2 separate regions of the Zea mays genome follow, and region 2 is linked to region 1. A link is a contact called in public Hi-C data. All regions are on one chromosome and are shown on one strand. Each heading gives the region's core, a stretch centred on a gene start, on an enhancer-like site or on the middle of the called end of the contact. The rest is flanking DNA. Distances are from core to core; before and after follow the strand shown.

What was found. A called contact is a pair of places that touch in the nucleus more often than the background predicts.
Region 2: a Hi-C map of endosperm shows a contact between it and region 1, with 2.6 times the contacts expected there. The contact joins the promoter of LOC100191386 here to the promoter of LOC100273111 in region 1. A contact is called at or near these places in 2 of 25 Hi-C or Micro-C datasets (endosperm and tassel).

Annotation. Positions count from the first base shown.
Region 1 is chr3:187,683,232-187,690,369 of Zm-B73-REFERENCE-NAM-5.0, reverse strand. LOC100273111 reads right to left here and starts at 4,356. Exons shown (of 6, transcript NM_001147560.1): 1 at 4,146-4,356; 2 at 3,065-3,171; 3 at 2,623-2,997; 4 at 1,904-2,125; 5 at 1,548-1,667; 6 at 530-1,411. The coding sequence starts at 3,142. The coding sequence ends at 710.
Region 2 is chr3:187,821,940-187,829,077 of Zm-B73-REFERENCE-NAM-5.0, reverse strand. LOC100191386 reads left to right here and starts at 3,553. Exons shown (of 1, transcript NM_001136820.2): 1 at 3,553-5,822. The coding sequence starts at 3,575. The coding sequence ends at 5,548. It overlaps LOC100216776, which reads right to left. Exons shown (of 7, transcript NM_001143175.1): 3 at 7,112-7,138; 4 at 6,940-7,021; 5 at 6,300-6,453; 6 at 6,081-6,211; 7 at 876-1,211. The coding sequence ends at 1,049.

The sequences.
Region 1 (7,138 bases), core at 3,107-5,606:
TAGGCTAGGGCAATCAGGCCTCGGTCACTAGTGGTGGAGCAAATGGAACACGCCTTCGTTATTGGTCGGGACATACAGTGAGGCTCTGATTGGAAACACAGTTTTTTAAAACTGTAGTTTTTCAAATAATATAGTATACTTTAGTCATAGCATTACTGCAGTTCACATTACTTTAGTTTTGGAATACTACAATATCCAATACATCAGAATATTTGGAAAAACTTTAGTTCAGACTAATCGGTCAGAACGGGACCAAGCGTCGCTCTTTTTACAGAGAAAAACTTTGGTTGAGACCAAAGTTTCCAAAACTGCAAAACAAGTGCAGTATTAACAATACTACAGTTTAGTATATAGAGATTTTAGATGAGTTTCTAAATACCTCAAAGTATATAATACTACAATATTGCTTAATACGTCTGTTGAGTCAATACTGTAGAAAAACTTTGTTCCCGCACCCTGAAATCTATTCACATTGCACCTCAAGTCCTTAGCAAAGTTAAAATCAAATACTATCATATCAGTACATTTAAAGCCAACCAACCACACATACATTTAGCATCACGCATTGTCTGTAAACACAGTTAGAACTGTCTCAAAATCAACCCGGACAGATCATACGATGACACGAACAAAGCAACCTAACTCAGATAATACATCACGGTGTTAAAAGAGCACGAAACCTAACAATCACATAAGGCCTGGTCACTGGTCAGGCAGCAGGGGCATCCTTGAGCGTCGCAGGATCGACCTTCGGAGGGTCGGAATGGCGCCTCACTCTTTCCCTGGGCTTCTCTGTCGGCACAACGCTTGGCTTCTCGACGACGGGGAACGACAGGCGCTTCTTGACAACGGAGTGGGCCAGAGGCGCTCTCTCAGGAACCTCAAGCTTCTCAGTCAGTAGTAGACTGCGGTACCGAGACTTGGCCCGTGCAGACTCGGTCGACTGCATGTAGCTGGGGAGAGGTGGTGTGCTGGTCAGGCTGGTATCGTCCCGGACCGAGCCTCCACCCGTGCTCTGCCTCCTTGGGCGCTCGGAGCGGATGCTCGTGATGCTCCTCAGGTCATCCTCCTTGTACAGCCAACTGTTCCTTGGACTTGCCGGCCTGGCCTTTCCTGAGGCTGACGGGGTCTTCGATGGCGGGGTTGAAAGTGACTGCCGGCTTGGTGGGCGGCTCGACTTGTTTGGTGTTGCTGGTCTCTGAATCGAGATGGCACGGGATACAGGTACTCGAACAGCACTGGTGCTCGCATTCTTTGTCACAGCACGTTCTTTAGGGTCCTTGTCCGATGCCGCCGCCAACCGACTCTCCCATGGTCTTGCTGTCATCCAGCGCTCCATCCAGCTCCAGCCCCAGTTGGGGTTCCCAGGTTCCGTAAAAGTAGGGGTTATAGTTCGACCAGAATTCCTCCACTGCGTGAGGGGGGAAAAGAATGGCGAAAGAATGAAACAGAGATACATGTATAGCAGAATAATTCGATGTAACAACAGAAGTTGGGACCAAGAAAAATAATATATGAACTCCACAGAAACAGAAGGGACAGCTTGCCTGGTGAGAAAATGCATATGCAAGTGCTCTCTCTCGCCTCAGTGCAGCTTCCTGTTTCATCATTAGGTTGGCCTCAATTTGCTCTTTGGATTGATGGCTGTGATCCCAATCTTCATCAATCTGATAAGAAAAATAAGTGTAAGAAATCTCTTATGTCAGGACCGTCCTATTCTATAGTTGCAACATCAGTACCCAAAAAAAAAACTACTTGGGTGCAACATTATTATATTTTAAATCATGATATAAAACATATATTCCTTAGATATCAATGTAGCTTAGTAGTGATAGAAAAACATTAATTTTCCCTAGATATCATGTAGCTTAGACTCTTGCTTGCATCAAAATGGTGTGCTCACCTTCATTTTCTCAAGTTCCCTTTGATGTTTCAATTGGAGTTGTCTTTGAAGAGCCTGTTTCTCCTCCTCCAACTTCACCCTTCTAGAGTAGATTTGAGTTTGAACTCTTGTCATTGCTTGTGTGCATTGCAAGGTGTGAGCGGTTTGGCGTTTGACAGCATTTCCATCAACAAGCGACTTCAATCTAACTAGCCCTCTTAGTGCACGCAATGCTCTCCTTGCCTAAAAAAATTAAAATTCGTTTTTTGCAGATTTAGCAAGCAATTAATATCGCATAGAAATATGCATATATATAAATATAGGTCAGTGAATCCAATCAGTGGAAGTATTCTCAATAGATCATGTTCAGTGTTTTTTAGATATAACATTAGCATCACCATCTCTTTTAAGTGGCACAATATTTGAAATATCAGACAAATATAAGTTTGAAAACGACAAGCAAGTGCAATCTTGACTGTATTCTAAAACGAACAGATTATAGAGATACACAATGATGAATTAGACAGCAACGCTTTACCAACCAAATCAGATGTCTTACAAAATATTAACCAAAAGGAAGCTTGCGTCATTGCGTGCATGGTCTCAGGTGCTAACAAGTTCAAGACAGTGACAAACAGCAGTCAGAGGATCTGAATTTTCTTACTATAGGGCTGTAGTGCACGACATCAACAAGATAACAGATGTGAGTAGTAAATGACCTACAAGTGCAGATGAATTACCAGATAACCCCTGAAGGCAGTCTGAATCTTGGTGGCGGCAAGTTCTTCCCTCGAACTAACAGGCATCTTTGGTGCAGCCGTGGTAACTGCTGTGAGGCGGACAACTTCCGCAGCAGCCTGGGCAGCAACTGCTGCAGCTTCAGCAGCGACAGCAGACGCAAGCGCAACGGAGTAGGCATGCTTGTTCTGCTCACTGTCTGTTTCAACTGGATTGACATCTTTGATCTCCAGAGAGTGGGGCTGAGTTGCTGGTGGTGATGGCAACGGAGCTACTGCTGGAGCAGTGCCTGGCACCGTCGATATGGAAGGCTCCGAGTGCTTGGACTTTCCAAATGGCCATCTCCTCTTGGATTTCGATTTGTCTGCCTTCTGGGCCTTCATAGTAGCCACATGTCACCAAGTGGACTTTTTTTTTTGTTGTGAATAAGGAATTTCGACGTACCTTGGCTTCCTTTCCATCTGGATCGGAGGAGCTGAAGACTTTCTTCACCGCACTAAACCACTTTCCTCTCTTACCCATTCTTTGGGTTCTGCGCCTTCAATGTCTCGCTGAAAGATTGCAAGTACAAGAACAGATCAGAGGTGTGCCAGAATGTCCCCACTAAAAAAAGGCGGTACCCAAATATTTGACCATCAGAATCTAGTATTTGCATCAGCAACTAAAACATGATGTTAAACACGAAAAAAAGGTCAGCAGTACTCTCTCATAATTCATGCATCCAAGAGTAAAAGTTCTAAAAAACAAGAGAGGTTCTACGGACTTCTATCACAAATCGACAACAAGAATAGCTCCCCAGTTCCCACTGCTCAAATGTCGTACAGAAAAAAAGAAAAGAAAATCCCGTCTTCACCACGAATTAGCAGGATTACAAGCATACCAAAGATTGGAGTGGATCGAGTAAAAATAAGCACGAACTAGGTGAAACTGAGCCAGCGCACAAGTCTTCGCCGTAAACGGCAATTTCTTCACAGAAGAAGAAAGGGGCGTTGGCACAGAAACCAAGCTTCGTGTGGCAACTTCTATCCTTGGGCACTCGATCAAGTAAGCGTTCAGCAGGGAACGACTCACCGGAAGGCCGAGACACAAACGGGAAGACTGAGCCTGGCACCTCTTCCACAGTCGCTGCGCAAAACCAGCCAGAAACCCGGACCCCCAGAACAAAACCTCAGGCAAAGCCAACCGTACCGAGAGGAACCGAACACGAACAGCAGGGCGCGCGAAACCCCAAAAGATCCGAATTTACCGCGAGAAAGGCAAGCTTTCACGTCGAAGCGAGTCAAGCACCCACCGAAAAGCCCTGAGCCCCTCACCTTCCCCACCGCACTGAAGGCGGCAAGGACCTAACTCCGGTCGCCCTCGGGAGCCACCGCCCACCGCACGGACATCTAGCACCCTCCTCCGCGGCTTAGTCAGATCAAACACGCGACCGACGCATCCAGGACGAAGAAAAAATAAACCGGGGGCGGAAAGGGAGAAGGAGGTGGGGATAGATAGAAGTGGAAGGGCAAGCAAGCGGCCCAACCTTTTATCTCTCGCTTTCCTCACCCCGTCCAAAGGCTATCTCGACCTCGACCCAGCCGCGCACGCAGAATCGATTCGCCCACCCCAGCCGCCCGGACGGTGACCCCGGCCTGGGTACGTGGCCCCGCCGGCGACGAGCCGTTCCCTTCCGCTTGCCGGCTTGCGGCTGCGCTCCCGATCTCCTTCCTCGTGACGGTCACGCACGCTCCCGGTGCCAGCCGAAAGGCGCTGTCCCTGTTCGCCTCTTATATTGGCAGCGGGGCGGCCCCGCCGAGGGGAGCATGACAGCTGGGGCCCGCCACGCGGCCGCAGACCAGTCGCGGCAGAAGACGTTAGCCGGTTGCGTTGCGACGACTGGTAGAGTACGAGTAGGAGACGTTGGCGTTGGCTCATGGCCTGTGGCCTGTAGGCAGCAGCAGCCTGCAGCCCCGCGGTCCCGCCGCTGGCCAACCGGCTGGTGGCCCACACGTCATGGACGGACGCTGATCTTTCTTCGCGGCGATTGCTGCGGCACCGTGTGTTAGGCAACCGATAGCGGGTAGTACGGAAGTACCCAGCGGCAGCGCCCCTACCGTTCCAACTTGATCCCGTTAAATGCCCGTGTTAAATGGGGGGCATTTACACCTTGGTGACTCCGTCATTAAACGCCCCCAACGGTGGAAAAAGGCCTGGAAAGGCTTCGCTCGGCCGTTTTTTACAGCTTTTATCAGTTGATGGTGCAGTAGCCTGTGAAACGCTGCTGGTCTTTTGCAGTTTTTTTTTGCCTGCCTCTGCCTACCTGCCTGCCATTCTTTTACTCCCACAGGTGGATAGGCCCATGCATGGGGAGGAGCGAGACTTGACTGAGAGAGAGTAGTCGAGTGGAGCCGAGAGCAAAGGCCAAAGCCGATGGAACGGCCACATCAGTACGTATATGATTAGAATAGCGTTGGTGTCAGTGCAACCGAGAGTGGCTGCGACCTGCGATGAGATCCGTTTTCTTGTATGTGTGTGTTTTTTATTCAAAACTACGCGCGCCAGCCTCGCGCGGTTGTCCTTCGTCCTGATGCCTGCCGGATCTTGCCAACTCGGTGGAGGCCACTGGTGGTGGCCACGGCCATCGTTGTTGCCCTCGGTTCCCGGTGGCCAGTGCTCTCGCACGTGCCGAAGGCCAGATTGGGCAGTCGCCCAGCCACCTTTACCGTCACGCATTTTTTTCGCCATTGTACGGGGACGGCGGGTAGTGTAACATGGTGTTAAACATGTTTATACAAATATTATTAATCACTCGTAACTTGAATTTAATTCATGAGTTGTTTGTCATTTGATGTGGATTATGAATGTGCTTGAAAACACTAGAAGTTTATGTTCTTGAATTCTATCCTACTAGGGAGTGGTGTATGTATGCTAAATTATCTTAGAATGAGTTAGACTTGCTTGATCAAGGTTTGTAAACCATTATCACATTTTTAACTGTGTGGTGTGTGTGCTCTAGTATAGGATATGTTGTTAGGATTATTAGATAGGTTATTTTAAGCAAGGTTTTTGTTCGACAATTTGCTTAATTAAACTTCCAACTCTAGTCGACCTAATAGGCTTAAAGGCAGTGGATTCGGCTGTTTTGGAAAATCGTAGTCAAAATATTTAAGCGGGTGTGGGTCCTAAATAATAGTTGTAGAGAATTTCATATAGGACTAGGTTTTAGTATTTTTTTTCTTCCCTTCGTCTTGAACAAAGCAGCAGAGAATTCTTAAATTAAGACAACTCACGTTATCTAATATCGATCAGAGCGATAAAAAATGTTAAATTTGAGTCAAATCGATTTTGTATTAATTTGAACGCAGGAATTATCGGGCACCCTCGACTGGACTTTCTACCGAAAAAAATGTGTCCTTGTTCATCGCAGTTACGAACTGTTAATACAAAACTCGTCAAAATTTATCTATGTTGAAGAGTTTGATCGGTTTGTCATATTCATTTTTTTGCGAAAAAATAAAAAAAATTGAAGCCACATTTAAAATATATTATATACTAAACACTATCATAGCAAAAATTAACAATAATTATGATTTTTTAATAAGACGAGTCGGTCAAGCTTAGGGTGAAAAAGTCAAACGAATTATAAATTAGAATGTAGGGAGTAATACTAACCGTATAGATAATTAAATGGGCGGTCCAACTTTTGCAAAAGCACTAGTGTTATCGGATATATATAGCACTATATATCATACTCACTACCGGAATCAGCTCCTTTGTCGTGTGTCTGAGACACACGGCAAAGGCTATTTTACACTCGGCAAAGGCTTTGCCGAGTGTAACACTCGGCAAAGAACGCTCGACGAACTGTACATCGGCAACAGCCTCTTTGCCGAGTACTTTTTGTCGGGCACTCGGCAAAGAAAAGTCACCGTCACGGCACCAAGTGACGGTGACGGATCCTTTGCCGAGTGCCTTCTGTGGCACTCGGCAAAGAGGCCAATTTTGCCGAGTGTTTGCTCTAGAGGCCCTCGGCAAAGACTGGTCCAGTGGGCCCCACCGCCAGCCTCTTTGCCGAGTGTCAGGTGGACTGGCACTCGGCAAAGAACCCTCCAGTGGGCCCCTTCGCCAGTATATTTGCCGAGTGCTTTGGTAAAGGCACTCGGCAAAGATGTCTTTGCCGGTTCCCAGGTTTCCTTCTTTGCCGAGTGCCTTTGTGAGCACTCGACAAAGATGGCTTTACCGGTTCCCAGGTTGCCTTCTTTGCCGAGTACCATGGTCATAGCACTCGGCAAAGCGACCCTTTGCCGAGTGTTACACTCGGCAAAGTGACCAGGATGTCCCTTTTTTATTTGCTTTTGTTGTTCCATCCAAACAAACAAAAGATATATATCATTCACATCACATTATATATCAATCACATCACATAATGAACACATTTATCATCAACACCATATATATCACAAAGTCTCATAAATATAAGTAAGGATCATCACAAAACAGATATAAGTCTGCATCATCACTAACATCACCAAGTAT
Region 2 (7,138 bases), core at 2,304-4,803, 140 kb before region 1:
CATGTACCTAGGGCGCTAGCTCTCCCTTCGCTAGACACGTAGCACTCTGCTACACCCCCCATTGTACACCTGGATCCTCTCCTTACGACTATAAAAGGGAGGACCAGGGCCTTCTTAGAGAAGGTTGGCTGCGCGGGACCGAGGACGGGACAGGCGCTCTCTTGGGGCCGCTCGCTTCCCTCACCCGCGTGGACGCTTGTAACCCCCCTACTGCAAGCGCACCTGACCTGGGCGCGGGACGAACACGAAGGCCGCGGGACTTCCACCTCTCTCACGCTCGACTCCGGCCTCCTCGCCTCTCCCCCCTTCGCGCTCGCCCACGCGCTCGACCCATCTGGGCTGGGGCACGCAGCACACTCACTCGTCGGCTTAGGGACCCCCCCTGTCTCGAAACGCCGACACCTAGTTTATAAAATAAAATGGTTCAAATGTGACAATGCGCCGTGTGAGTTTGCGATTACCGCCAACCGGTCGGCCGATGCAAGTTCAATGGACCAATGGACAGCGCACACTGGTCGGATGCCGTCGCCTTGCTCTGACTGGCGCCTTTCGTAATTTCCTGGCGTGATGTCACCACCAATTATAGATAGCCAACCTGGCTGCACGACACGACCCTGACACTAGCACGACCAGGCACATCTAGGCATGGCAAAAGATTCGTGTCGTGCCTGTTAGTGCCTGTATGCTGGACCACCGGCATAGGCACGACACTATCAGTGCCAAGGCCAACCATGCCGTGCCACCAGACATGGTGGCATGTTAGTGCTAGTGCCAGCACGAGCACTAAGTCTGAAAACACACTTTCTAGCATCAAACAGATAAGAAATACAACTTCAAACTGCTATGTTTATTAAAACATTTTTATTATGAGCTGTAGTGCAATGGCTGCCTCGTTAAAAACCTGTCTAGGTAAAACTCACCCTTGTGAGAAACCTTAGACAGGAAAAAAGAGTACAACCCAACTCATTAAAAAGTTCACTGTCCTTACAATAAACAAAGTTCAGGTGCATAATATTACAGTCCCATTGCACAAATGGTCACAAAGAGACTAATCAAGATAAACATTTTCAAATGTTTCTTCAAGCTCTTTGTCATCCACCATGTGTTGCATCCTTGCTTCAGCATCCTCCCAATTTTTAATGCATGTCAACATCTCAACCACATCAGACTTCAACCTCCTCCTCCGCTCGTCGATGATCCTGCCAGTTAAACTAAAAGTGGATTCTAAAGAGATGGTAGACACAGGAACAATTAAAATATCTTTAACCATAATTGACAGTACTGGATAAGTGAGTTTGTGCTGATGCCACCAGTGCAAGATGTTGAAATCATTAGTTAACTGGTTTACAGTGTCACAATCTAAGTAAGAAACGAGTTCAGAAGCATTAGAAGCTGAAGAGTTTGCAGCATGCAACAGAGTAGTTCAGAGGTATCTCTAGCAATGTTTAGAGTAGAAGCAAAAGAATGCATACCAACATAATCACCCACATCATCAGCATCATCATAAATTTCATCCCAAGCAGACCTTTTCTTACCAGACAAGTTAGGAGGGACAACCCTTGTCAATCTAACAGATCCATATTTCTCTTCATACTTATTATAAACATCAGTAAGCCTAGCTCTAGCGGTAACCTCATAAGCAGCATAATCTGTACTAGTCAGGTTCATCAACCTTCTAAGCACTCTACTGAAACCTTTCATTTTAGCTCTAGGGTCCAAGAAGAAGTAAGAGTCTCAACAAGCTTAGCCTTTTTGTCAGTGAAGTATTCAACAGGCTTAGACTCTTACTACAACAGGAATACAAGATTAGGGTTAGGGTTACATAATCAAAGAGGTTAGGGTTAGGGTTACCAAATAAGCCGGAGCACCGGGATCTCCGCAGGCGGCGTCGACCGGTCGACCGTCGACGAACAACCGGTCCGACCACCCGATTCCTCGACGAGTTTGAATCCGGAGCACCGTAGCAGCCGACGGCGTATGAGCTCGAGGGAGACGACGAGATAGACGAGGATGATGTTGTGCCGTGTGCCAGTGCCGGCCAGTGGCCACCAGTTGGTGTAGATGACACCGGAGGGGGAGAAGAAGATAGGAGAGTGAGGAGAGGGAGACCAGAGCTAGGGTTACGGATAGGAGTTACCCGGTTCCACAAACACGCAAATCCGTTGAGGTCTTGAGGATGGGGCGGGGGAGAGGATCTCCGACGATAGATCTAAGCGGAGGCGAAGACGAGAGAGAGGAGAGGTAGACCGGAGCGGAGAGAGGACAGATCTGAGCGGAGGCGGAGGGACCGAGGGAGGAGTTCGCGGCTTCGCGATGCGAGAGGAAGAGTTGTCCACGGACAAACGAGGCGTTTAGGGTTTAGTTTAGCGCACGGGTGCGACTTTGGGATATGGGGGCATATGGCGCTTGGCTGGCTGGGCCTAGCACCTGCGCCGTGCCACTGCCGTGCTAGCCCAGTTAACCGTGTTGGGACTGGGTCGATACTATGGGCCGAGCTGGTGGCCCAGACACGCCCAGGCACGACACTGTGTACGGACCGGGCTCGACACTACATGGACCGGGCCGAGCCGTGCTTTTTAGTGGCGTGCACGGTTCGGCCCACCGTGTTAGTGCCATATAACTAGGGATGAAAACGGTTTCGGAATTTTTCGGTATTCCAGAAACTGATTTCGAAATTTTTCGATCGGATTCATCAGTAACAGTATTTTTCGAAAACAGAATCGGTTTTCAGAATTTTCTATCAGAATCGGTGTGGTGTTTTACCGATTGTTTCCTTCGGTTATCGGTTTTTGTCGGAAATTACCGGATTTGTGTCTCGGAATTTTCCGAAATTGTGTCTCGGATTTTTTTTTGGAAATTTCCAGCATGTGATTTTTCGTATCGCCTGTACGTCTTTAGACAAGGATTACTTATTTTGTATTTTTTGGACGCCTTAATCTTTTTTTGGGATAGATGGTGTTGGAAGGCAATTCAGATTAACGATTTGGTCTTTTCTACACACTAGGTTTTAGGGTTTTCCTGTGAGGTTGTGAAAAACTCTTTATGTGAGGAAAAAAATATTTTATAAGTAAGTATGCCATGTCAGCTAGATCGAGTGGATATTGTGAATTGTGAACTTTGAGTCTGTGAACTTGTGATCTTTATGAACTTGTTATATTGTGAACTTGTGATCTTTGTAAACTTTTTATATTATAAATTTGTGATCCTTGTGAACTTGTTATATTGTGAAAACTTGTTATATCATGAATTGTGAACTTGTGGTCTTTGTGATCTTTTGTCAACTTTGTTGAATTATGAAGTTTAATATGTTTACCAATCGTATTTTAGATTTCGACTGTTATCGGTGTATTTTCTGCAATAAACTTTTGTTTCCGATGTTTCTGAAATACTGATATCGTTTCCGTTTTTGGAGTTACCGTTTTCGATTTTATTTTCGATAAAAAATATAAAAACGGTAACGGTTTTAGTGTTTACCGACCGTTTCCATCCCTACATATGACCATCTATACCACCAATGGCAAAAATCTCCTATCCATCTCTCATTCCCTCCCACGCGGCCACACGCCGACACCCAATGCCGCCCACTACAGCCCCGGCCGCTGCCGCGGCGCTCCCATCACCTTCTCACCGCAGGCTCCCCGCCGCGAAATCCGTCTGGCTGAACCCCAACCTCCCCTCTTCTCACCCCCTCCACCAGCGCCACAAGTCCGCCGCCGAGCTCCAACAACGGCAGCACGATGACCGTACGATCGACGTCCCGGCCCTCGTCACCGCGCTCTCGGCCGCGCGGACGGCTCCCGACCTGGCAGCCGTGCTCGCCACGCACCGACCCGTCTCCGCGCGCCTCCTCGGTGCGCTCCTCTCCCGCCTCCCCGACCCCCGCCGCGGCGTCGCGCTGCTCGACCTCCTCGCGCCGGACCTCCCCGCCCCCACGCTCCTCATCCCATATAACCTACTGCTCCGCTCTGCTTGCCGCGCTGGCGAGCTCCGCCTCGCCTCCGGCCTCCTCCTCGAGATGCGGGAGAGGGGCGTGACCCCCGACGCGTTCTCGTACTCCACCCTCCTCGCCGCGCTCACCCGTGCGGGCCACCTCGACCACGCGCTCACCTTCCTGCCGCTCATGGAGGATGACGCCGTGGCTCCGGACCTGATCCTCTTCTCCAACCTCATTCACCTCGCCCTCCGCGGTGGCGACGCGCCCAAGGCGCTGGCGCTGTTCTCCCGGCTGCGTGCCGCGGGGATCAGGCCCGACCTCAAGGCATACAACGCGGCCGTCGCCGCCTACTGCAAGTCCGACCTTCTCCGCGACGCCAAGCGGATGCTGCTCCACGACATGCCGGCCGACGGCGTCGCGCCCGACGCGGAGACATACTCCCCCATCCTCGCGGCGCTGGCGCGAAGGGGGCGGCACCTCGCGGCCGTGTCGCTGTTCTCGCACATGCGCGCCGTGGCGCGCGTCAAGCCGGACATCTCGGTGTTCAACATCATCCTCAACGCGTACGGGCAGCTGGACCTCGCGCGCGAGGCGGACCGGCTGTTCTGGTCCATGCGCCGGGCAGGCGTGCCGCCAAGCGTGGTGACCTACAACACCATGCTCCGTGTGTACGGCGATGCAGGGCTGTTCGGCGAGGCAGTTCACCTGTTTGACCTCATGCGCAGCACTTCAGATGGCAACGGTGGCGCTGGTAGCAGCGTCAAACCGAATGTGGTGACGTACAACACCATGATTACCATCTACGGCAAGTCGCTGGAGGACGAGAAAGCTGGAAGGTTGGTGCAGGAGATGCAGGCCATTGGCGTCCAGCCTGATGCCATCACTTACTCCACTATCTTGTCCATATGGGTGAAGGCCGGGAAGCTCGACCGCGCTGCCAGGCTGTTTGAGAAGCTGAGGGAAGCTGGCACGGAGATCGACCCAGTGCTGTACCAGACAATGGTAGTGGCCTATGAGCGTGCCGGGCTTGTCTCACAGGCCAAGCGTTTGTTGCGCGATCTGAAAGACCCGGAGGGCATCCCCAAGGAGACAGCCATTAAAATCTTGGCCAGTGCCGGTCGTCTGGAAGAGGCCGCATGGCTGTTCCGTCGTGCGGTCAACACCGGTGAGATCAAGGACTCATCGGTGCACAGAGCAATGATGGACTTGTACGCGAAGAACCGGAGGCACCGTAATGTGATCGAGGTGTTCGATGAAATGAGGAAGTTGGGCCAGTTGCCAGACTCAGAGATCATTGCCACCGCGATGAATGCTTATGGCAAGCTGAAGGAGTTCGACAAGGCCGCGGCGCTGTACCAGGCAATGAGGGAGGCAGGTTGTGTGTTCTCAGACCGGGTGCACTTTCAGATGATTAGCCTCCTTGGCGCTCAGAAGGACTTCAAGGCGCTCGAAGTGCTGGTTGGCGAGCTAAGCCATGACCCAAGCATCGACAAGAGGGAGCTTTATCTTGTGGCTGCAGGCGTTTATGAGAGAGCGTACAAGTTTGATAAGGCATCCCAGATTATAAGCCAGATAAGAAGCTCCAACGAATTCGATGTCCAGAAACTCAGATAAAAGGCTCCATGTTCCAGTAACTTATTCGGCGAATGGGCGACAATGTTTCAGATAAAATAACAAAAGTCACTGACTTAAGGTTGTTGCGATTGGCGAGTAAGATTCAAACATGTTATCTGTGCTGATAAGTGTGCTTACTGCTAATATTAATGATTACCTACCGGATGGTTACATTAATTGCGCCATTTTACCGGTAAGGCAGGACATTAGTCCTCAAGGTTTAAACTTGACATTGATGGGCCACGAACTATTCATTAGACTATCTTAACTGTCAACAATCGAGTTTTACAGCAGATGGTGATATACAACAGTTACTAATTGATATAAAATGCTCCACTACACAGATACAAATCTGACATTATGCTAGATTACAATTTCCGTATCTTTGGATGTGACAACTCCATATAAACAGTGACTCGGTTTTATCAAGAACCCTAAATGAATATTGATAATAATATACAAGTGCTCTCCCTTAAGGGGCTTATAGCATAATAGGCACAGCCTTCATCAAAACAAGGGCAGCAAAACTTACACAGACTGATTAGTTTGGGGGATCCCATGCTTTTGGAACCATTCTGGCATATGAAACCTTTCATGCAATACAGGTCTGACATCTTTCTGGAGAGAAAGATGCTTCAGGAGTGGAAATATAACCATCATGAGCTGAAACGTTTAATCAAGAAAACATCAGTGCAATTTTTGAGGGTACAAGTTCAGGCCCACAGAATGACTTGTGCTCAACGTCATTTACCTGGTCATCAGAATGTTGTCCAGCTGAAAATGGAACACAAGGTATTCCATTCAAAGGCTGAAGAATGAAACTGAACGGATTGTTGTCGACAATGACAATCCTGCCGAAATCTTTTGACACGCAAGAAAGATCTTTCACATGTTCTCTGTATTCCCTGCAATCATGCAGCCCATTGATATCAGACAAGGATTGTTCAGGGCATTGAAACAGTTAGGCAGGAAGAGAAAAACATCAAGAAACGAGTGTATTATGACTGAATAACTCAGCACAAACATGCATGCTAAAGGAAGCATTCATAGTTGTACACAATCAACAAATGGTAGATCAAGACACCAGATAAAAATGCACATTGAATATATTGTAGAAGTTCTGGAGTGCATATACTTAAAGAAGATAAAATGAACGCTAAAATCTAAACACTACTAGCATTTCATGTGTACAATATGAACATCATTATTGATTGCTGTGAAAAAGCATTGGCCGTGATCTGCTTTTTTGCCACTTACAGAGATACTGGAATGCTAACAAAGTTTACAGACGTCCCAAATGAGGTAACAGTTCTCATCTCAACACAAGAATATGAAGCAACAACACAGTGGTGGTATAACATGATTTGTATAGAGAGGGTAATGTAACTTACGTGGTAACAGTTGATGGGCGATAGAGACGAAGTCTGAATCTATTGTGAACATCTATTCGATCAACTAAAGGTCTAGCATAACCTGAGGAGAAGCATGAATAGGTTAAGAGAGAAAATGCGCAAAAAATAATCGGGCTCATATAGTTACGAAAAATAACAGTAGCAACCATACCTTCTAAACCTGCTGTAAAAAGGATAA